Linked DNA regions of Sus scrofa: region 1 is linked to region 2. The links are chromatin contacts, called in public HiChIP or PLAC-seq maps. All regions are on one chromosome and are shown on one strand. Each heading gives the region's core, a stretch centred on a gene start, on an enhancer-like site or on the middle of the called end of the contact. The rest is flanking DNA. Distances are from core to core; before and after follow the strand shown. Region 1 overlaps NISCH (nischarin). Region 2 holds the start of BAP1 (ubiquitin carboxyl-terminal hydrolase BAP1).

Region 1 (5,964 bases), core at 261-2,760, 53 kb before region 2:
CCTGAGTCTGGGGCCAGCCCCCGAAACAGGAATCTGGGGGTTCTAAGGCGAAGGACCCAGCTCCTCAGACCTGCAGAGCAGGTAGGTAGTCAGGTGTGGCTGAAGATCAGGTCAAAGGATTTGGGTCCCAGGGAGGTGGGCCCTGGCTAGAACTTACTTGGCACAGAGCACCTGATGGAGTTCTGTGCCACTCTGAGCCTCTGGTCACCTACAGAGCTAGGCAACTTACACCCAGTATTTCAAGGTCCCTGGGCCATATACCTTTTTCAAAAAGCTCCTCAGCCAGTGCTGCAGTGATGCCATTAATCTCCTGCAGAGGAAAACAAAACAAAACAAAACAAAACCCACAGTCAGGAAGTCCACCTGCTCCTAGTCACCAAGACTTGTACATTCCCTGCTATCTATCCCATCTGCTGTTGCAATGCCAGCTCTCCAGAAAGTGAAACAAAATGGAGAGAATAAAATCTACAATGATTCAAGATTCTCAGAGAGGGAAACAGTATTTCCAGTTACATGGACATTTGACATATCTCTTCAGAAGCAGAAGTGGGAGCTCCCGGCCTGGCTCAGCGGAAACGAGTATGAGTAGCATCCATGTAGATTTGATCCCTGGCCTCTTTCAGTGGGTTAAGGATCCAGCGTTGCCATGAGCTGTGGTGTAGGTCACAGACATGGCTTGGATCTGGTGTTGCTGTGGCTGTGCCTGGGGGCTACAACCCCTAGCCTGGGAACCTCCATATGCCAAAGGTGCAGCCCTAAAAAAAGGAGAAGGGAACATGGAGTTCCCTTGTGGTGTATCGGTGGGCACTGCTGTGGTGCCGGTTTGATCCCTGGCCCTTCTACATGCCACAGCACGGCAAAAAAAAAAAAAAAAAAAAGAGAGAGAGAGAGAGAGAACAAGCACCATGAGCACTTGCCAAGCCCAGGAGGAGGCTGTGGTAGAGGCAGTCCTGTTTCTTCTGGAAAAGAAGCTCCCATCAACCTGGTGGGGGAAAGGGCCGCCCCGGAGCTAACCCTCCCTGAGTGACTGACATAATATTCCTGTTTCATAGCTGTCTTAGGAAAGAGTGAGCAGCCATTCTCTTCCTGTGGTCATGCTTCCAAGCCTTGCAACAGTATGACTAGGCTGAGGGTGACCAGAAAGAGGCAAGGATGGATTTCCTTTGAGGGTGATGGGATGAAGGGGGCACAGTAAGGACAAGACTTCATTCACATGAACAGTTAACGTGCTGGAGTCTTATTTCACTCTAACGGCCAGAGTACTCCCTACAGAGGGGCTCACTCAATCCTCTCAACGCCCTAGGTGAGCAAGACATTATCTTGAATCTTGTTTCATGCACACAAACTGAAGTGGAAAGGTCCTACAATCCTCAATTTTACATGGCTAGAAACTAGCAAAGCCACACTCCCAAGCACTTGGCCTTGAAACCCCTCTCTGTACACATGCGCCTCAGTATTTCAGTGGTGTAACCATGGGGTTCTTACACCACATCCTGCAGGTAAGAACTGTAACTAGATGACAAGACGTTCGTAAACAAGTCCAGATGGAGGCTGCACAATTACCTCAGGAATCTCTCTGCCACCAGGCCACTCAATCCACATGTTTACAGGACTTGAAAGGCACCACGTTGCAAGAGACAGGGTGTCCTTTTTCTGTTTTTCTTTCTGCTGTTTGTCTCTTCCTCACCTTTTTACATAATGAATACTATTTTTTGGCCGCACCCATGACATGTGGAAGTTCCCAGACCAGGGTTCGAACCTGCTGGATCCTTTAACTGCTGCACCACCAGATATTTTAAAGGTTGTTTTTATGCTGGAAATAATCTTCTCCCTATCTGCATATGCCTTTACCTGTGTTCACAGCATTCTGACAGAGAGGTTTGTCAAGTTTACACCGTTTAATCTGTGATTCTTTTCCTTTGCGACTTCTCAATCTCTACCCCCAAGATTATAGAAACATCCCCCTAATTTCCTCTTTTAGTTATATGGACCCCCCCCAATGTGTTTATTTCTGTCATCTGCTTGAAATTCATTTTATATACAGTATGAGAATAACACCCACTTCTTCCCACAAATGAACAAAAAGCCAAAGGGAGAAAAATGAGCCAACACAGCTCCAGCATTAAGAGATTTAGGCCTTTCAGTCTGGCAAGATGCAGGGTCAAATGTAAAAGGGCCACCAGAGGGGCAAAGCAGGCTCTGCGCCGAAGAGGGCTCCAGCTAATGACAGAAGAAGCCATGAGTTCGCTGGAAATTCAACTTGTTTCCTGCAACTTAAACTCAATTACATTTTCCTTGGCTGCTTTGAAGAATTGAAGATCAGTGAGACCTTGGAATGATCCATGGTCTCATTTCTCTATCTACACTTTTGAGAACCAAGCCCTGTCTCCAAATCAGCACTTCCCCATCTTGGCTGCAGGCTGAATCGCCCGGAGAGCCTTGACAAATACAGATTCCTGAGAGGCTCCCAGGAGCTACCCATCTGCACCCACTTCAAGTCCCCAAAGGTAGCTCCTCAGCCTCTCCAACCCCATTGGTGACAATGGGGCTCCTAGAAAGTCTCACATGGACAAATGGCTCCCTGCCCACCCTTAGTACTCAACAAGTCTCACCCTCTGAGTTACACTTCTTCAGGCAGCTGGCGTCAATGCCAGCCCTGCTCAGGAGATAGAACTGGGATTTCCCCAAGACAGAAAGCTAAGAGATAGTGAGAGCCAAGGGCTCATGCTAAGCAGAACACAGGTTTTCACTTCCTGAGAAATCTAAAAAACACACAATGTAACAATTTCTTCCCCCCCCCTCTTGAGCCCCAGGAAGTGTGCCCTGCTGCAACAGTATCTACTTAGTTTCTCAGGTTGATCTTCTTCACCTTGGGAGACTGAACAAAGAAATGCCTCAGCCCCCAAATGGAGGTCCATGGTCCCTTTAGAGAAGCATTTTGTTTGCCTCCTCTGGGTGCTCTGGCTGAACTGTGGCCTTGTGTGCAAAGGTAAGCAGAGTCGGGCCTCCCTGAGCCCTCTATCAGGAGGAGACGAGCTCAGTAGGCCCCAGTCTAAGCTCCTGCAGATTCTGCCCAGAGGTTACCTGTGGGTGATGCCACACACACACTCCACCCAATCCGTGCTGAAGGGACTTAAAGTGCTTCAGGGTGCCACAGATATCTGAACTGCAATGCATTAAAACAAATAAACAACGACAAAAACCCAAAACCATTTCTTCATACTTCAGAAATCTTTTCAATTAAATAAAAACAATTAGCTATGTTTAAAAACTTCAACACCTACTCCTAACATGTCTCAGACCAGTCAGTCACCTGCCAGGATCATGTGTTGGTTTGCAGCCTTGGGCAGCGATGTGAGCTGCACACACAAACCCACCATGGACTAGTACGGCTGTTCTAATGATCTGAACAGGTCACAACCAAGTGCACCTTGCAGCACAGATGCCTGCTCAGTGAAAAACCCCAGGCTAGCCTGATACTCCTGCTTGGCACTTGCTCAAGCACAGAGTATGTATCAGTGGGACATTAACAACGTACTCCATTACACTTCACTGTGTGGTTTACACAAACACGGTAAGGGTTGGGAGTCCTTTTATGACTTTTATTTCATGCCTGTAATGAGGCATTCTAATAAAGTTAGGTGCCTAATTTGCATAACAATTCCCCATTGAGAGATTCAAGCTTAAACTTTGGCTGAAGAGAGCTCCAAGACTGAAAATAAGTTGCAATGATACCTGTTATCATTTACAGTATCTGTACTTTGCAACAAAAAGAAATGAGGGCTACAAATGCAAAGGCTGCCTTTAAGATGGTAACAATTCTTTGGTAACAGTTCTATCTCCTGATTTCAAATTTCAAAAAAAAAAAAAAAAAAGTGCCTTTGTTCTAGCTAGCTAGCTTTAAAATAAGAAAAAGATATAAATGCCACTGATGATAAGAAGTGAGTGCCTTTCCTCACTAGGACAGCCTATACTGCTAGGGATCTGGTGAGCCCCCACCATGGGCCTGCTGCTCTTCTAGGCCCTTCACCTTCACTCCTACAATCCTCAAAGGCCTGGGTCATCACCCTCCAGATCACGAGAGGAACTGGGACACAGAGAGGTTAAATGACTGCCTTTGGAATGAACTGTCAGAAAGCAGCAGGGCTGGGAGACAAACTCAGCTTTGCCTGCCTTCTGAGTCCACTATTAGACATCCTGCCCCAAAGTGATGTGCTGGAGGTCTCTATAGGCTTCTGCTTCACTGAATTTGAAAACCTCTGCTCTCAAGGTTCGGGGATAAGGTCTGTCCCTTAGGGTGCTGCAAGAGTATCAGGGCACAGCCATTCAGAGGGAGACAGCACAGCAGGACAGGGCCGAGGTGTGCCCTCTCATTGCAACCCAGGGCTGCAATGGCCCCTGAACACCCCATCTCAGTCGGCTGGGGAGAGAAGTGGTATTTTCTCCCTTGCATTAAAATCCACACTGCCCAAGAATGAAATTGGACCTCAACCTCACATCATACACAAAAATTCACTTAAAATGGATGAGAGACCTAAATATAAGAGCTAAAACTGGGAGTTCCCACTGTGGCTCATCGGTAACGAACTCAACTATGTCCGTGAGGGTGGAGGTTTGATCCTGGCTCGCTCAGTGGATTAAGGCTCCAGCATTGCCATGAGCTGTGGTGTAGGTCACAGACTCGGCTTGGATCCTGCATTTCTGTGGCTGTGGTGTAGGCCGGCAGCTGTAGTTCCAATTGGACCCCTAGCCTGGGAACCTCTATATGCTGCTGGTGTGGCCTTAAAAAGCAAAAAAGAAATAAAAAGAAAGAAAGGCAGGAAGGCAGGCAGAAAGAAAGAAAGAAAGAGAGAGAGAAAGAAAGAAAAGCACAGCTCTGGAGTTCCCATTGTGGCTCAGCAGTTGACGAATCTGACTAGTATCCATGAGGACGCAGGTTCGATCCCTGGCCTTGCTCAGTGGGTTAAGGATGGGGCGTTGCTGTGAGCTGTGGTATAGGTCAAAGACGCAGCTTGGATCCTGAGTTGCTGTGGCTGTGCTGTAGCCTGGCAACTGCAGGTCTGAGTCAACCCCTAGCCTGGGAACTTCCATATGCCACAGATGCAGACCTAAAAAGCAAAAAAAGAAAAAGAAAAAAGAAAAGAGGAGTTCCCGTCGTGGCGCAGTGGTTAACATATCCGACTAGGAACCATGAGGTTGCGGGTTCGGTCCCTGCTCTTGCTCAGTGGGTTAACGATCCGGCGTTGCCGTGAGCTGTGGTGTAGGTTGCAGACGCGGCTCGGATCCCGCGTTGCTGTGGCTCTGGCGTAGGCCGGTGGCTACAGCTCCGATTAGACCCCTAGCCTGGGAACCTCCATATGCCGCGGGAGCGGCCCAGGAAATAGCAACAACAACAACAACAAAAAGACAAAAGACAAAAAAAAAAAAAAAAGAAAAAAGAAAAAAGAAAAGAAAGAAAAGAAAACCACAGCTGCAAATCTCTGCAACCTTGGTTTAGGCAATGGTTTCTTAGATATGACAGCAAAAACACAAGCAACCAAAGGAAAAAAATAGACAAACTTCATCAAAATATTCAAATAATACTATCAGGAAAATGAAGACAATCCACACAACTGGAGAAAATATTTGCATATTATTTCTGCTAACGGTCTAATATCCTGAGTTTATAAAGAACTCCAACTCAACAACAAAAAGAAACCTTATCTTTGAAGTACAAAGGATTTGAATATACATCTCCAAAGAAGATATGCAAGTAACCAATAAGCATGTGAAAAGAAGCTCAACATTATTAGTCATTAGCCAAATGCAAATCAAAATCACAATGAGATACCACTTTACACTCACCCAAAAAACTGGACAGTAACAAGTGTTGGCAAGGATGTGGGGACATGAGAACTTATACACTGCTTGTGGGAGTGTAAAACGGTGTAGCTGCTATGGAAAAAAATGTGTCCGTTCCGCAAA
Region 2 (5,309 bases), core at 852-3,351:
AGCTATAAATATAAACAAGTCAGCAATTAAACCTATATTTGGTTATCAAGTTCCACAGGGTCAAAGCAACAGTGCACTTCACCTTCCCATCCATGTGATGGAATAAAAGGGACCCATCCAGTATCAATGCTATAAAGAGCCGGTAATTATTAAATCTTGCCAAGAACTGTTCTGGGCATTTTACATTTAACTCACAAAAATCCCTTGCAATAGGTACCATTTTATCCCCATTTTCCTGATGAGGAGACTGAGGCACAGAGAGGTCACAGAGAGGCACTTGCTCAAGATCAGTTACTGCTATCGCAGAGCCAAATGAGAACTTGGAATTATTGCTTGAACTGGCTAAATGGCTGTGTGTGCCTAGTAAATGCCTGAGGTAGCACTCAGGAAAAACAGCTCCTTTTTCCCCCAGGTATGGGTGCCTTAATTCTGCCCAGAAAAAGTTAGATTAGATAGCACTTTCCTAGGAAAAGGAGCCTCTGGGATTTTGGTTACCCAATGCAAGAACTCCCTCTAGTGAGAGACAACAATGACAAGTTATCCCTTGGCTCCTACCACTTTTCACCAGGCTTAAATGGTCACTGAGGTTTGGCCTGTTTTCAACCTTCCTCTAGATCTGAGCCAAGGGTAAAAGGCCCCATAGTGGAGAAGACACCCTGCCACTCCTCCTCCCACCAATGTCAGCTGATTACAAATTCACTTCAAATTCACAGTTTGTATTGGTTAAGGTGGAAATCCCTGAATGGCAAGCGGGATAAAAGAAATAAAATCCACTCCTACGAAGGAAGGACTGTGTCTACTCAAAGGAGAGAAGGACAGCATTTCTTAAGAGAGCTGAGTGAATCAGGTCACTCCAGGAACACACACTCCGCATCCATGTCCTCAGAGCACAGCTGGAGAACATGAACATCTTTAGGGACCACTATTCTGCACAAACTAGTTACTCCTCAGGCAACTAGCTGTTCAGAAAACTAAGGCTCCATCTCCTCTTCTAATCCACGAGTGCCACTTGCATTGGTAAATGATATTTGATGGCTTCTTACTCAACAAAAGCCCTTAGACAGACTGGAAGAGGAGAAAGAAGGGTGTGCACTAGGGGATCCACTTGGCTATTGTGCAAGTCCCAGTAAGTGGGGGAGTCCCGCACATCTAGCAATAGAAATAAAACCTTGAAACTTCAGTTCTTTGCATCGCTGGACAAGACGTTCCTTGAATGGGATTCTGAGCACACTGGTAGTTACAGGAAGACGCAACAATCTTCAAAGCGTGTGATGAGAGACGTTGCAGATGCTGGCTTCCACAAGCTGCTCAGTCCGAGGTTTGCTACCGAGCGGATGCTCCCTTGAAACGGTGACCAAATTGTTTCACTGGCTAAGTGCTGGGTAAAAGCTTGTTGAAAAAATTAAAAATAAATAAGCGTGTTCGGCCCCGCCGCCGCAAGAATAAACAATGGTTTATTTGGAAAATACGTATCGGTGTGGCCACAAGCGGCCCCCGGAGGTAACAGCCGGAGAAGGGGCTCAAGGAGCATCCCATAGATGCCGGACCAGGCTCATGTCGCGCCTGCCGGGCGGCTGGTACGGGGCCGGGCCGGAGGTCGCCTCCGCCGCTTGCTCCTCACGGTAGCACACCGCCTGCAGCTACCGGCCGGGGCCGCTCGCCCAGCTGTCGCCGAGGGAGCCGCTGTCCTGGAGCTTTATTCGTTGTCACAAGCCGTGGTTGCTACCTCACGGGCGGCCGCCCCGCGCGGTGACTGCGCCGGCGAAGGGGGCGAGCGCGCAAACGAGAGCCGGGTCACGCGGACTGTAACCCAGGGAAACTGCGTTCACGGGGACCACCGCTGCACTGACCGTTGGCAAGGAAGGATCGCTAACGGCCGCGAGCTAACGGCCGCGCGCCCGCCCCTCCCCGCCCCTGCTTCTCGCGCCACCGGCGTACCCACTCCGCCCCCTCCGCTCGGCCCCGCCCCATCTCGCCCCGCCTTTTCCTCGCGCGCCTCTGGTACTCAACACCGCCCTCGCTCCTCCCCTTCCTCTTGCCCCACCCTCCCGCGCAAGCGCCGGCGTCTGGAGTCGAAATCGCGGAAGACGAGCTCAGAAGCGGGGTGGAGACCGTCGCGCCGTGGTGACGTATGCCGCCGGCGCGGGCGGGTGACGCGGCAGGGCCCGTTGTCTGTGTGGGGGGCTAGGAGCCCCGGGGGCGGCGGGGGGCTCCCGGCGGGGGCGGCAGTGGGTCGGGGGGCCTGGACATGGCGCTGAGGGGCCGCCCCGCGGGAAGATGAATAAGGGCTGGCTGGAGCTGGAGAGCGACCCTGGTGAGGAGGGGACTGGGCAGGCCGGGAGCTGGGGAGGCCGGGTGGGTCCGGGATGCGCCTTTCTGACTACCACCCGCTCTTCTTGTCGCTCCACCCAGGCCTCTTCACCCTCCTGGTGGAAGATTTTGGTAAGAGCCTCTCCTACCCGCCAGTTCTGGGCTGTGGGGGCCCACTCCTGCGCCCTTGCTCCATAGCCAGGGGCTGCCCTTCCCCACTTATTTTCTTCCCTGATCGCAGGTGTCAAAGGGGTGCAGGTGGAGGAGATCTATGACCTTCAGAGCAAATGCCAGGGGTGAGTGGCTTGGCGCCAGGGCCGCCCCTTACACCCCAAGGGCTAGGGAGGGGCCCGGGAGAGAGTGCGCCTCAAGGAAGGGAGTACCAGTAGCCCCAGTTTGTAAAATCTCATATAAGGAAGCATCCCTCCTCTTTGGGTGTCCTCCTGATGAAGCCAGTACTGTATTTTTGTTTCCCCCAGTTTTCCCTCAGTACTTCCCTTTGGATGGTAGCCTCTTTCCCCCAGTTCAATTCCTAACGTCTTTTGGAATAAATTTAGTTGCTCTTTTGACTTTCCTGCCAGAAACCCCACTCACTTGACCTAGGTCATATGTTGCCTTTTTGTGCAGCTGTAATTTATTACTGCTTTAATGTGCTCGTGTGCCAGTGGTTTTAATCTCCACATAGGGGTCTCGTCTAGATTGGCTGGTGTGTGACATCTGACAAGGCATCTTTCTGGGTGACCATCTTCAGGGTCTTGTCTTGGTGGTCCTGTAGAATAGAGGTGTGGAGGAACAGCTACAGTGACTAAACGGAGAAGTCTGCTTTTATTTCGCAGGAAAGAAGGGACTGATACGGGTTTTCATTTACTTCCCTGACAGCACTGGGACTTGGGCCCTGGGCTTCACAAGTGTGAATCAGTGTTTAAATTCCTCATCACATTTTTTTGTTCTAGCCTTACCATCTGTTGCCACCTGGTCCTGGGCCATTGGTTCCAGTTTTTCTTTTCTTATCCCAGAACTGTATACTTTATAAGGATACTGGATGGACTCCTGGAGCACCACAGCCAGAAGCTGATACTTGACTGCCTCCAGTGGGCTTCTGGGGAGTGAGGGCTCAGGGCCACTTTGGGCATTGCTGGGAAGAAGCCAAGGGAGAGATGGGATCACAAGACAGGCACCTGAGTAGTAATGTGGTGCAGAGGAATAGGGAAGAGGAAAGGGGGTACAGATTGCCTTCCACCATTTGACTGGTCTAGCTCTATGCCTTACTTTCCCCAGCCCTGTGTATGGATTCATCTTCCTGTTCAAATGGATCGAAGAACGCCGATCCCGTCGCAAGGTCTCTACCTTGGTGGATGATACATCTGTGATTGATGATGATATTGTGAATAACATGTTCTTTGCCCACCAGGTCTGCTGGGCTCTGTGTTCTTTCTGGAGGGTGGGGTGCTATCATTTTCTTCACTTGGAAGGTGGGGGAAGGCAGAAGGAGGAGATAGGCAGACACCATAGGTGGTGGTTACAGAAGTCCCTTGGTAGAAGGAACTGAGCTCTTATTCATAAAAAAAGGGGGGCCTCGGGAGTTCCCTTTGTGGAACATTGGAAATGAATCTGACTGGTATCCGTGAGGATGAGGGTTCGATTCCTGGCCTCGCTCAGTGGGTTGGGGGTCCAGTGTTTCTATGAGCTGTGACGTAGGTTGCAGATGTGGCTCAGATCCCACGTTGCTGTGGCTGTGGTGTAGGCCAGAAGCTGTAGCTTCAATTCGACCCCTAGCCTGGGAACTTGTATATGCTGTGGGTATGGCCCAAAAAAGCAAAAAACCAAAACAACAACAACAACAAAAAAAACGGGGGTGGGGGTCGGGGGAACCTTTTTAGGACAGGGTGGTATCTGAGTCCATTCTCCATGTCCCCTGACAACTGATGGGTAATTAGGTGAATGAACAAATACTGGGTAAAGATGAGGGGAGTTGGTGAGGATTGTCCAGATATGGCTGTCCCTCTCTGGGTCCCCATTTCTGATGAGTATGGGTTTGGGATGAGGGATGCTGTGTATGGGTGACTGTTCCTTGTTTCACAGCTGATCCCCAACTCTTGCGCCACTCATGCCCTGCTGAGTGTGCTCCTGAACTGCAGCAGTGTGGACCTGGGGCCTACCCTGAGTCGCATGAAGGACTTCACCAAAGGCTTCAGCCCTGAGGTAGGCTGCAGTGCCTTAATCCTCCTTCATAGCTGGCTAGGTAGAGCCACTGGTAATGTTACTACATAGCGCTTCTCACTGTGAGGCTTTTCCCTTTTCAGACCATATTTATGTTACATTTGACTGGTGAATTAGTCATGTAAAGCAGTTTTTTTTAAGGCCCATCTTTTGGGGGCTCCAGAGTCAGGAGAGTCCACCTGTGTTTCTTCAAGTTCTTGGAATGCCTCTAGGCCTGCTCTCCTGAGCTCTGTTTCCCACCCAAGACCTACCTAGAAGTTGCTCTGATGTGATCTTATTTTCTTCCTTCTAGAGCAAAGGATATGCGATTGGCAATGCTCCGGAGCTGGCCAAGGCACATAATAGCCATGCCAGGTGTGTGGGAACTTGGGAGCTGATGGGGTGGAGGCGAGGAAGAGTTGTCCCATTCTGGGCACTGACTGTGTCCTTTCCCAGGCCCGAGCCACGCCACCTCCCTGAGAAGCAGAATGGCCTTAGTGCAGTGCGGACCATGGAGGCATTCCACTTTGTCAGCTATGTGCCTATCACAGGCCGGCTTTTTGAGCTCGATGGGCTGAAGGTCTACCCCATTGACCATGGTAGGCAGCCTGAGTTGGGGGCCTATTGGGTTTTTCTGCTCACCACCTAAGGAGTTGGGGTTCAGGGTCCTCAGGTACTTGGGACCCAGTGGCAGGGGGTGGGTCTTGAGAACATCTGGTTTTGGCTGGATGGCACCGTGCGCTGCATTGTCTGATCAGCCCCTGATTCTCTGGCTCAACTGCTCTCCATCCTCTTTCCCT

Evidence for each region. HiChIP or PLAC-seq counts read pairs in DNA pulled down with a chosen protein or histone mark.
Region 1: an H3K27ac HiChIP or PLAC-seq map of alveolar macrophages shows a contact between it and region 2. The contact joins the enhancer-like site here to the promoter of BAP1 in region 2. A contact is called at or near these places in 1 of 5 promoter capture datasets (liver), 11 of 47 Hi-C or Micro-C datasets (alveolar macrophages, embryonic fibroblasts, heart right ventricle and 4 more) and 2 of 2 datasets of contacts at active chromatin or transcription factors (alveolar macrophages and skeletal muscle).

The regions. Positions count from the first base shown.
Region 1 is chr13:34,602,052-34,608,015 of Sscrofa11.1, reverse strand. It overlaps NISCH (nischarin), which reads right to left. Exons shown (of 21, transcript XM_001925354.5): 4 at 262-310. Among named protein-coding and RNA genes, the nearest start is that of NISCH, 9.2 kb to the right of the region's middle. Within about 2 kb of position 1,510, at least 3 of the 83 cell types and tissues checked have an H3K27ac peak or open chromatin away from gene starts, as enhancers often do. A contact at or near this core is called in alveolar macrophages, where this site is marked.
Region 2 is chr13:34,550,330-34,555,638 of Sscrofa11.1, reverse strand. It overlaps BAP1 (ubiquitin carboxyl-terminal hydrolase BAP1), which reads left to right and starts at 2,101. Exons shown (of 16, transcript XM_005669632.3): 1 at 2,101-2,314; 2 at 2,413-2,442; 3 at 2,552-2,606; 4 at 4,393-4,512; 5 at 4,823-4,884; 6 at 4,966-5,108. The coding sequence starts at 2,598. It overlaps PHF7 (PHD finger protein 7), which reads right to left and starts at 1,821. Exons shown (of 11, transcript XM_001928213.4): 1 at 1,169-1,821; 2 at 1-2.